3 separate regions of the Mus musculus genome follow, and regions 2 and 3 are each linked to region 1. The links are chromatin contacts, called in public Hi-C maps. All regions are on one chromosome and are shown on one strand. Each heading gives the region's core, a stretch centred on a gene start, on an enhancer-like site or on the middle of the called end of the contact. The rest is flanking DNA. Distances are from core to core; before and after follow the strand shown.

Region 1 (3,779 bases), core at 1,191-3,690:
ATATTGATTCTTCTGTTCTCTTGTTAATACTTCTATTTTGGTGAAAATTAACTCTTCAGTAGTTTTCTGTAAAATTTTATATTAGAGATAAAATTTTAGATTCTGCAATTTTATTATTTTTAGACACTACAATTTAAAAAATAACTTTTAATTTTATTTATCTGGTGTATAATTATACATACACACACATTCAAAGAAAAATGTCATAGTGAAACCCAGCAACTATATGCCAACTAAAAAATTTAAGTAAAACTTTTCTAAATTCTTTCAATCTTGTATACTAAGATAGTATTTTTAGTGTGCAATGGAGGCATTTTTAATACATCTGACATTGTAAAGGGACTTCCAAGCCACTAAAGCTACACCATAGTCATAGCCCCTGGTCTATAGCTGTATCACCTCTGATCCATCCAACAGTCACTGAGGTCATTGTTAAATACTGCAGGAATGATGGTGAGGAGCCTCCAGCCTTCCAGATGAACCACTTCATCTGGGCTCATCCTTAATGTAGAGTCAGATGGGTTGGTGGGCACACTGTGCAGCAAGAAGCACCTCCTGAGCTGCACATGATCTCTGTTGGAGCAGGCTTGGCTACTCTGCTCAGGGCTCGCTGAGGACTCAGCTAGGAAGGACAGAGGAGCTCTCCCACTGACCCGCCGTCAAGACTCCAGTGCACGTGGCCACATTGTTCTCTCCTGCCTGCTGGAGGTCACCAGACACAGAGCTTCCTTTTGTAATTATTGTTTTATGACGTTATTAGGCTGGAAACCAACATCGGTTCCTTCTTTCGTGGGAAGCTACCCGGCCAGTTTTCTGAAATACTATTCCCATTGTAACTTAATGATGTTTCTCACAGTTCTCCACTGGATGCTCTCAGAAGGTTTAAGTCTGTCATGGTGGGGAAGGTGGAGTAGAACATCTTGGCCCATAGCAATGGGATCACGTGGTATAGAACATTCACATTCCAGCAGGCCAGAAAGCGGTGTCAAGTTCCACATATCTTTAATCCAGAAGAGTTTGTGTTGTTCTTGGATTGCTACTTTAAAACTTTATATAATTACTACTGAAAGAGTAAAATATCTTTTATTATTTCTTTGAGATCCTTTAAGACAGACAATTTATTATTATTTTTGTTTTGTTTTTTTGAGACAGGTTTCTCTGTGTAGCCCTGGCTATCCTGGAACTCACTCTGTAGACCAGGCTGGCCTCGAACTCAGAAATCTGCCTGCCTCTGCCTCCCAAGTGCTGGGTTTAAAGGTGTGCACCACCACTGCCTGTTAAGACTATTTTTTGGTATGCATACCAAATAATGAGTCTCCCTATGACGTGTTCATCCACCGACATGTGCCTGCCTCCACTGTACTTTGCTTAGTCACCTTCATGACCTTCCTTTGCCCTCTCCCTGCTCTCACTGGTCCCCCAAATACTTGCCTTTCTACTTTTATGTCACATATGGTTTTATACATACATGTATATGTGAACACTTTCTGGCATCTCCTCCCCTACTTTCTGGCTTTACTTTCTCCCTAAACTATATAATTTATTGTTTGTTGTATTTATTGTTTGTTTTCTTTCACTAGGATGGAAGCTCTGTGAAGAGAGAGATTTCTGTTTTGGTTGTTTTTCAGTCCCATGTACCCAGAACAGCATCCTTCCAAAAGTATGAATTGAATGAATTAGCACGCACGTACGTGTGTGTGTGTGTGTGTGTGTGTGTGTGTGTGTGTGTGCATGTGTGTATGTTTGCAAGACTTGTTTGCTGTCAGCAATCCCCGTGTGTTGGCATCTGTGGGTATTGCTCATCTACCATTCACCGTCTTCAGGAAGGACTTATCTAGTCTCTGCCCAATGTTTCAGGAGCCTGGCTCCCATCACACTGTGGTGGAAGGGGCTAAGGTTATTTTAGTCAATGTGCAGATTTTCATTTATCTCCGCTTAGCTCTGCTTTTTACACTATTCTCTATGCCTTAAGCCACTCTCATCTAGATTCGAACAATTCTGGTTCTGTTTCAGCAGAAATGGTCCATCTGTTCTGCTGGGAAGGGGAACCAGTTTGATCTGGCAAGCATCTCGGGGTTCAGCTGCTGTCGCTGGTCTATTCCTCTCTTCTCTCTCATACTTACATTTCCTGATTCTTCTGGCGTTCTTGGGGACAGTTTCGCTTTCATTCCACAGGCGTCTTCCCTTGTGTGTCTTAGGTTTGACCTTTCACTCTTCTGATAAGTCATTTATCTTTTCTCCGTCTACTTACTGACTTTATGTGAAGTTTCTGTTTCTTCTCTTCCTTGTTTTGGAGGAACTTTTGAGAGGGAAAGAACCATCTGGATATTGAAAATTTCCCTCAAAAGCCATTTTCACCCAGATGTTTCACATCTCCCTTAGCAGCTGATCTAAAACCATTGGTGACCAAATGGAAAACCTTATCAGAGGAAGTGGGCCTTAGGAAAAGGATCCCAGAGCACTGAGTGTTAACAGAACCAGAGGAGGAGCTGAGAAGGGCCCCCTGAGGCCAATGCTTCACTGCACTCAGACCTTTTTTGGCTCTGTAGTTGCCATTTATGACTTTGTCTTTAAAGGCTAACCAAAAACTTGGCAAAAATAAAGATGCAATCATTGTTAAAATGAGAGAAACCAGGAGTGGAGAGGTAGATGGCTTAGTGATTAGCACGCTTGCTGGTCTTTCAGAGTGTGTGAATTCGATTCCCAGCTCCCATCTTGGGAGGGTCACAACCAGTTCCAGAGGATTTGATGAACCCTTTTGGCTTTCTCTGGCACTGTTACATGCATATATATTTGTGCTCATGCACAGACTTGTACAAATAAAAGTAAAAGTTAAAAATTTAAAATAACATAAAGAAATCTTATCAAAAGAAAATCTGCATCTATTAGAATATCATGCAGATATTAAAATCTATTTTGGAGATACTTTTGAAAAGTGAAAGACAAGACAGTGCTTTTCCCAAATAATAAATTTAATTTTAATAAAAAATATCAATATGAACATATACTTTATTGTCCAAAATGAAAACAAACTTAGATAACAACAAAATATTATTATTAAATATAGGACTTATGTGAAAGACAAAACTTTAGCCACTATAGCTTTGCTATGGAGATAAGCCCACCTACAAAATTACCTCTGAGAAATGTAATGATAACCTCACTCTGCGTATGGACAGTTGAAGTTTCTAAACCAGTTTTAGACTAGCAAATCCAAGCTTTAAGCCAGAGTATGGACTCTTGTTCCCATCAACTGTATCCATTTAGTGAGGTAAAGTATATCTGACTAAAAAATTATTCATGAGAAAGGTCTTTTTCTTCACAAGCAGTATTTAAATAGTTTTTAAAAAAAATATTCGTTTGATATCATGTACTTATTTGGAGAAATACAAGAGAATGAAGTGTGTGAAACAAGTTTCAATGGTTGGAAACATTTCAACAGATTGTGTGACCATGATCTAGGAGTGTTTAACGACAATAAAATGTTTACAATGCATTGATAAAAAAAAAACATGAACACGTGGTTTTATCATAAGGAAGCCTTCTAAAAGCTCAGCTATGTTAGGGATTAACTTAAGCCATTTGAAACAATTCTTAAAGTCCACTTCAAGTGAAGTGCTATATCTATCAGAAAGTACTGTTTTGTGGTTTATAAATGATCTGTCTCTCCCCTAGGTACCTACTTCTATGGGTAGAACTTGAGCAGTCACTGCTTTTCAGAGAAACCAATTACCCTTCCTGACTGTCTGGTAAAGCTGCAAGCCTTCTTTTTTTTCCAA
Region 2 (3,850 bases), core at 1,349-3,848, 270 kb after region 1:
GAAGCCTAAAATTCTATTTTAATCTCTTCTCATTGTCATGGTTAATTTTTTTAAAAAAATTTTAAAATAATGAAACCATTTTAAAAGGGAGCCCATTCTAAAATTCTGACCAAATGAATCAGGGCAGCCTTATTGTGGGGACTCTTAGGGACCAGTAATTCCTCTAAGTAGTAATAATTGATACCCAAAGAAAGGAGGAGCGGGTACCTGCTGCCCCCATTGCCCACAAGAGTACCTGACTGTAGCCTGCTTCCTTGTTGGTCCCAGAGTGGTGGCCACTGCCCACCCACCTCTCATTGCTTCTTCTACCATGGGCCTCAGTGCAGAAGGTCACCCTGGCTGCCTGCCTGGCCAGTGCTACCTGATTTTTGTTTGTCTGTTTGGTTTCCTGCATTGGTTTGTTTCAGGGGTCAGCAGAGAGTCACAGGTGGCATAGCTGTTTGTAAATAAACACCATGGTGCTTTGCTGACCTTGTTTTGAAAGACTGTATTTGAGGAATGCAGCTCAGTTGGTAAAGTGCTTGCCTGACATGCACAAAGCCTTGTGTTTGGTCCCCAGCTCCTTATAAACTGGACATGGTATGCCATAATCTCAGCACTGGAGAAGAAGAGACAGTGTGATACAAAGTTCAAGGTTACCCTTGGAGACCAGGCTCCAGGATGTGTAAAATTCTATCTCAAATAAAACAAACAAAAAAAAAAAAAAAAGAAAAGAAAAGAAAAAGAAAATCACATTTCTTTTTTTTCTTTTAATTTATAAGACAGCTTTTTAATCACAAAGTATCCCAAAGAAGTTTAGAAATGAAAATATTCTACCAAAAACCATAGAAGAAACAGCAGCAGTAGGTAGGTGGCTCACGATAAATATGAGTCCAGGTCACCTACCCTCTCTGGAGGAGCAGCTGGCAGTGCTATGACTGGGGAGACTGATGGGAGGGCCAGCCCTGGGGTCAGAGGTTGGATGCAGTGCCCACTGTCATCTGCCCTGGCCTGCTCTCCCCTGGGACGATTAAATCAGCACATGCCGTGTGGCTTTCATCACAAGCTTAAGCAGTCTGGTATTTATTTACTCAAAGGTCATGGGGCGGCAATTAGCATTTATCTGGCATTTCGTGTGTATCAGATGCTGTTCCTGGGGCTATGGGCACATGAGTTCTTATTCTTCACACTGCTCTATGAGACAGGAACTTGATGGATGAGGAAATCAGAGTGTGCCAGCCTTACATAGCCTCCCGAGGCTGCGCAGTCGTGAAGCGCTGCACTGGAGTTGGAACCCACCACTGTTGGCGCTCAGGGTAGCAGCGTGAACCTGGGAGAGTGGGGCCTAAAAAAACAAGGTGGAGTAAAGTCCCATGCAATAGCCAGCTTTATTCAGAGCATCAGACAGTTTATACTCTGGGGGTTAACAAGAGTCACCTGAGAAAAGTGTACAGTCAGGAGGACAAGACACACATGGCAAAACCATGCTTTTCCTTGGAGGAGTAAACAAGTAACAATAGCCAGTTGTAATGAATAGTCTGAAGTGAGCTCACTCCTATTCACTACTACACCCAGGAAGGGGACATAAGCGCATTCCAAAAACAACCCACATCCTGTTGCACCGAGGTTATAAGACCTCTTGTCTTAGTTACTTAGAGTTTTCTCACAAGGTCTCAGAGATCTCACACAGCTTTGTTCATGGGCTATGTTCCAACTCATGGGTATTGGAACATTTGTGCCATGTTCTTCAGGGTTAGGTTGGGGAGGGGGAACTTGCAGTGTGGAGAGAGCATGCCCTTTGTAGAAATGCAGTAGTCCCACTAAGGTGTAGGCCCGTGTTCCTATGCTTTTGCAGGCCCCAATATGGCCCCCTATACTGCCTGTGCACTCCCATTTCTGAGCATGCACATGTAGACTCTACTTTAGAGGTTAGCTGGATGGCTTGGCACGAGTTCAGAAATGCAGCACTGCTAGATGTCAGAGAGTCTGTGACTGTCTCCCTTGTGACCCGATGACCATTAGGGGCTTTAGTAACAAGGATGCTAACAGTTATGGGTGGTCATGTGTCGCTGGAGTGAAGCACATCGCTTCTCTTACCTTGGTTCTCATTTACTTCTTCTCCAGCAACTCATTAGCAATGGCCCAGTCCTTGCTAATATCTCACGAGTAAGCAACACTAGGTAACCAATCCATGTTCATACAGCAGTGGGAGGTACAGTTGTCAGAGTCCAGAGCCCACCTTCTTCACTGCCACCTGCCCTGCCCCAGAGACCAGTCCTGATTGGCATCACACTCCCAATTCATACCCAGAGCCTCTGACTCCCTGAAGGGCACTTTCCTTAAGCACTTTCTTAGATGCAAGGACAAACATAGGAGACCTGTGTCACAAACTAGATAGTAGATTGCGCATTCAGAATAGGTTCTCTGGGACAGGTTGACAAATGCCCTCAACCCTTCAGATCCTGAGCTATAGATTCCTAGCTAGGAGGAGTGGGTGGCAAAAGTGGATTGGAGACATGCCGACATGCCTCAGGCCTCCGCTGTTCCACACTGGACCAGCTGTTGCTGCCCTTTCTGCCCGCCTGCTTGCCTGCCTGCCTGCCTGCTAGGCTGCCCTGTTTGTATTGCTCTTGCTGCCCTCTACTGTCTGGTAATGGAATTGCCTGTGTTCAACCTGAAGGGGTCACGGTGGCTGATCTGCTAAGAGAGGATAAGAAGAAAAGGAAGTTTTGCTGCTTTCGACAACGCAGGGCTAAAGATCACGGTAACTTGCTGAGGTGTTCTTGCTCTGTGGAGGCTCCTTGCCTGACGTTTCTGGTTTCCTCTCCCTGTGCATAGGCATTGCGTGAGCTGCATGCGCTGTGTGGAAAGTGCCTATGTTTTAATCGCTTGGTTTCTCTGATGCTTGGTCATGCTTGGTCTTTTGGCCTTTTCCCTCAAACGTGTGGCATCACTGAGATGGCACCTTTCCGTTTGCACTGTGCCTATGAAGAAGCCTCTGAGCCAACTGAGGGAGCTCGTTTGATTCAGTGTGAATATTCTTAGCCTGGAAGACACGCTTGGAAATGCTTTTCCTTGAATGATGCTTTTAAGTTTAAACTGTTTAGAAATTCCAATAATGTTATTTGGCTGATTTTTTTTTCCAGGCTACATGTTTCAAATTGCTTCTTGGGCGTCGCTGGCTCATTTACCCAAGGCCATGCTAAAGCTAGTAATCTCAGCTTCAAGAGTAAGGGAGGTAGCCCCCCCCCAAAAAAAAAAACCAACCAAAAACAGAACAAAAGCCATCTGGGGGCACTCAGTTCTCTTCAATGAGAATAGCCTTATTTGGGAAGTATAAAGTTAAATATAAAGTTTTGTCCTAAATACTGTTGACCGCACCCTTACCCCGTCCCCAACCACTTGACAAAGCATCCAGGATCATTAACATAGAGATGTGTATACCAAGAACAGCTTGCCCAGCTGTCTGTGGGTCACTGCTGTAGCTGGGAGGCAGTGCACGCTTTGCTTGGATACCTTGGCATGGACAGCTTAGTGCTGACACCAAGATGGACCCCAGTCAGAAAGAGGAAAAAATCTTTGAGAAGACATGGACTGCAGAGGCAGATAGCCAGCTGCGCGCCAGCCGCTCACCCAGAAGAGAGATACACGGCATGGTTTTGTTGCAGTGTGAGAATGCTGAGCTCAGAGGTTAAGTGGGGTTGTCTGTGTTAGAATCCTAGCCTCCTCAGAAGGCCTGAAGAGGAAAGGCATCAGGGGATAGTCAGATGGAAAGCATTTGGCTCACAGGGCCCTAAAAGCTCGAGAAGGAAGAACTCTGTAAAGCTTGCACACCAATATAGGCCAAGGATGAAGCCGACCTGCTTGGGTT
Region 3 (3,966 bases), core at 966-3,465, 300 kb after region 1:
CTTCTGGCTCCCATCTTTTGGAGGGATAGTAACCCCATGTGCAAAGACTAGATGCAGTGCCCTCTGTAGCTCTCCCAGCACAAAACTTCTCACACCAAAGTCTGCCTGTAGGCTCCGTGGGACAAATTGTGGGCCATATTGTTCACCATGGGTGGAAAACAAGAGCAACATAGACGCCGGCCAGCCTCCTCCTGTTCTCTCCTGAAAAAGCCTCACACCTTGGAGGACCCCAGCAGGCTCCGGCCCTTGTCTGCTCCTTGGTCCATGCGGTGCTTTTCTCCACAGGATACGTGTGGGTTGCCACAAGCTCATTAACCACCACATCTTCACCAACCTTATCCTGGTCTTCATCATGCTGAGCAGCGCTGCCCTGGCTGCAGAGGACCCCATCCGTAGCCACTCATTCCGCAACACGGTAAGCCTCTGAGAGAGGAGATGAGGGTGGGACCACCCTGGGGGTCAGCCCCAGCCTGCCTGTGTCAGGCACCATCCAGACAGCAGGCCCAAGTGTGGGAGGCTTGGACTAGAGCTTCCTGTGCTCGCTGTGTGTGGTGCCAGGGGTTGCTTTCTCTGGACGAAGTGAGTGGAGATGCTCGATTACAAAGAAGCCTCTATAATATTGCTCGTGTCTTCAGGGACTTCTTCATTCCTTTCTTCTTACTATGGGGTTTCCCGTTCCTTACTAGAGGCACACTGATAGCTCATTAGAGTCCTAAGGGGAGGAGATAAACTTGAAACCACCCTGAGTAGGTTCAGGAACTCTGACCTTGGCTAGTGAAAGCCCTCTCTTATGTGAATTTACCTAAAGCTGCGCAGCTACCCCACTGGTGAGAGACACAGATCAGGGAGAAGACGTGAGACCAAGTTGAAAGGGGCAACAGGCGGTAGTTACATCTTTGATTATTCACCCAGCGTCATAGCTTAAGGATACACTTCTCATTCAATTTTCCCTATCAGGCTGCCCAGAGCCTTTAAAAACCAATTCCCCTTCTCCCCCAAAAATGTAAAATTCAAAGGAAGCTAATGCTGGAGAAGTCAGTGTATTTGTTGCTATTGTTGGATTTGATTTTGTCTCCCAATGGAGCTATTTTGAGTATGAATATGTTGCAAAAGATCACCAATATCTGAGACTATTAATGATACTATGTTATACTTGCAGATAGGAACACGTTGTCCCCTGAAAGTCTCCACCCAGCAGCTGACTCAGATACAGACATCCACAGCAAAACAGGGATAGGGCTTGGCACTGATGTATCTGTGTTAGAAGATACTTGTTTCTACATTAGTCTTTGCTTCAGGATCTCTTCCCTAGCAGTTCATCTAACTCAGCACTGAGCAAAGGCCAAAGACTCGTTCAGACAGCCATGGGCCCGTTGGCCATCGCATCTGGATCTTGAAAGGCAGTGTCTGATGCTGCCGAGGTACTGCCCGGGAGAGGCAGCATAAGCACAGCCTACCTCTTATGCCAGCAGCTCAGTGCCAGGCTTTGTCTCAGTAACCACGCCTTCACGTTATAGCTCCCCATTCCAGTTCCTGGCAAACCTATTGGTGATGAAAGGATGCTCTCAGGAGAATACGGAAGGGACATTTCCCAGTGGCTCAGGGAGCATCCCTATAAAGATGAAGGCAGTGAGCCTGCCTCAGGCCATCCTCACAGACTCAGCTTTGATTTGAGATCCCCCAAGCCATCTTCATTTAGCATTTAAACGGAGTGGACACACACCCCTCTGTCCTTGAGCTCCATCATAAAAATGGAGCACAGGGCAGGAGGGTGTTTAGAGACTAATCATGATGTCACAGGGCAGGGGCTAGTGCAGGTTAAGTGTGTCATCGTCTCTTTCCCAGTATTCAGTTCCTTGGTTTTCCTTGTCTTTCGGGTGTGTGCTGCTGTTATAACACTACAGAGTTTCATTTTAGCAATAGCTGAGTTTCTAGTGACAAGGGGAGTAGAGGCCACATGAAGAAAGTACTTAAGTCTAAGAACTGGGATTGGCCCCTGGGTACCACATTAGTGTGGCTGCCAGGTACTTTCAGTGTGGGAAGAGAGGATGAGGGAAAGGTGGGGGCAGGGGGCTGATAGTTGACTAGAAAATACACAGTTAGGCAAAGCTGCTCTAGCATTGCCTAGTAGTGCAGAAATGGGAAGTTTGGGACAGGGTTACCTCTGAGGAGAGCTCCCCTACTTCCATGGAAGAGACGCACAGCTCCCCCTTCTGTGGAGGAGAGGTATTGCATGCTCCAGCGGTGACTCCTATAAAGGAGATAACAAAGCCCTCAGACTCTGGACTACACCCACCAACCTCTTTGCCTGTGACTGGCTTTGTGGCCTGAGCAGATGTCCCTGCCCTAGGCCAAATGGTCTCTACAGTCCTTCCAACACCAATATCTTCAGTTCTTTCAAAACCATAGATGGGCTGCTAAGACAGGTCAGTAGCAAAGGGCACTTGTCACCATGCCTGGCCACCTGAGATCACTTCCCGGGACTCAGATGGTAGAAGAAAAGAACTGATAGCTAAAAGTTGTCCTCTGACCTTTATACATATACTGTGGCATATGCATGTGTCACAGACAATAGGTAGATAGATAGACAGACAGATGCAATAAAGCCACAGCACACATATCCATGAGATCAGCACCCAGGACAAGCTTGTGTACTGGCAGTTTTGCCTGATATCTTTCCAGTTGAGAGTCATGGGGTCCTCAGCACACTATGAGTAAGCTTGTTGCGGTGGTTGGACTTCTTGTTCCTGGCCCACTTGCCCTGATTCTGAGTCTTAGTGGCTCTAAAAAAAATCAAGAACCTTGCGTCAGGAGCTCAGAAGATTTTATAGATAATAGGTGACATTTTCAGGAATGCCAATAGAGCAGCCTATACTAAAAATTGGAATGCTACGTCAGTATAGTCTTTGCATGGACCCAGAAAGGCCAGAGTCAGCCTTGAAAGAAAGCAGAGTTTACAGAGCGTGGCAGGAGGAAGACACTAAGTACAAATCATGGTCACAGACTGAGCCATCCCAGCATATGTGGGTGGGTTCAGGACATTACTTGATGATTACATTGTCCGGGGTGGACAGGAACACGTGAAATTTTCTGACTTCATTTGATGCAATTAGCATTTTTACTTATGCTTTTTATAATTAAAAACAGTAGCCATATGGTGCTGGGAATAGATCCCCGGGGCCTTGTGCTTGGTTGGCACCCTTGACTCCTTCACTGACATTGTATTTCTTCACCAATATGAGGCACAGCTAGATAGCAGAGCATTTCATTCAAGTTCAAAACTGCCAAAGGTGTGTGAGTCTCATTTATCAGGTGCTACAACCCACTGGGAGCCCATGCAGAGGGAAGTTTATTAACACAAGACTTTCAGAAACAAGTCCCTTTGGGTCACAATAGGAGCCTGGGAAGCCAGTCAGCCGAAGTGGGTAAAGGAAGCCAGGCTCCCCAACATTCCTTGGTGGTTGCAAAGACGAGCTATGGGTGGGCGAGAGGGGTCCTTCTGAGTGTCTCAGCCTTCCCATGGGAGCAGCAGGTTGTCCTGCCTGGAGAAGGGCCTCTGGACAGAAGCTGGCGGTTCTGCTCTTGGGCATGAATCTGGCATCCTTGGGCTGACTGCTGTGTGTTGTGCCTTGCAGATACTGGGCTACTTTGACTATGCCTTCACAGCCATCTTTACGGTTGAAATCCTGTTAAAGGTAATACATTTCTCCTTGACCCTCCTCTATGCAGCCACAGCAGTAATGGTTGCGTTCTTTGCCTCCCTTCCAGATACTAGGTTATGCGGACTACGTCTTCACGGGTACTTTTGCTTTTGAGATCATTTTAAAGGTAACAGGCCGGCCAGCTCCTCTGACCTCGGCCCCTCCTGTGCTTCAAGCACAGGAGAGATGCGTGAAGTGCTTTGAGCTTTTTTTTTTTCTTCTGTGATCAAGCTGAACTTTTTTAAACTATAGGATTTTTTTTTCA

The links. Hi-C and Micro-C count contacts between places; a contact is called where the count stands out from the background.
Region 2: a Hi-C map of bone marrow-derived macrophages shows a contact between it and region 1, with 19 read pairs. The contact joins two enhancer-like sites. A contact is called at or near these places in 1 of 15 datasets of contacts at CTCF or cohesin (pro-B cells), 3 of 484 Hi-C or Micro-C datasets (bone marrow-derived macrophages and embryonic fibroblasts), 3 of 115 datasets of contacts at active chromatin or transcription factors (bone marrow-derived macrophages, double positive thymocytes and large pre-B cells) and 1 of 9 other capture datasets (embryonic stem cells).
Region 3: a Hi-C map of bone marrow-derived macrophages shows a contact between it and region 1, with 19 read pairs. The contact joins two enhancer-like sites. A contact is called at or near these places in 1 of 484 Hi-C or Micro-C datasets (bone marrow-derived macrophages), 2 of 115 datasets of contacts at active chromatin or transcription factors (bone marrow-derived macrophages and large pre-B cells) and 1 of 9 other capture datasets (embryonic stem cells).

What each region holds. Positions count from the first base shown.
Region 1 is chr14:30,404,337-30,408,115 of GRCm38.p6, reverse strand. It overlaps a transcript of Cacna1d not described here. Among named protein-coding and RNA genes, the nearest start is that of 4831407H17Rik, 52 kb to the left of the region's middle. Within about 2 kb of position 2,440, at least 70 of the 459 cell types and tissues checked have an H3K27ac peak or open chromatin away from gene starts, as enhancers often do. A contact at or near this core is called in bone marrow-derived macrophages, where this site is marked.
Region 2 is chr14:30,135,934-30,139,783 of GRCm38.p6, reverse strand. The region is part of intron 9 of Cacna1d (calcium channel, voltage-dependent, L type, alpha 1D subunit); the gene reads left to right. Among named protein-coding and RNA genes, the nearest start is that of Gm52106, 65 kb to the right of the region's middle. Within about 2 kb of position 2,598, at least 44 of the 459 cell types and tissues checked have an H3K27ac peak or open chromatin away from gene starts, as enhancers often do. A contact at or near this core is called in bone marrow-derived macrophages, where this site is marked.
Region 3 is chr14:30,107,515-30,111,480 of GRCm38.p6, reverse strand. It overlaps Cacna1d (calcium channel, voltage-dependent, L type, alpha 1D subunit), which reads left to right. Exons shown (of 47, transcript NM_001083616.2): 20 at 286-415; 21 at 3,636-3,695. Among named protein-coding and RNA genes, the nearest start is that of Gm52106, 37 kb to the right of the region's middle. Within about 2 kb of position 2,215, at least 6 of the 459 cell types and tissues checked have an H3K27ac peak or open chromatin away from gene starts, as enhancers often do. A contact at or near this core is called in bone marrow-derived macrophages, where this site is marked.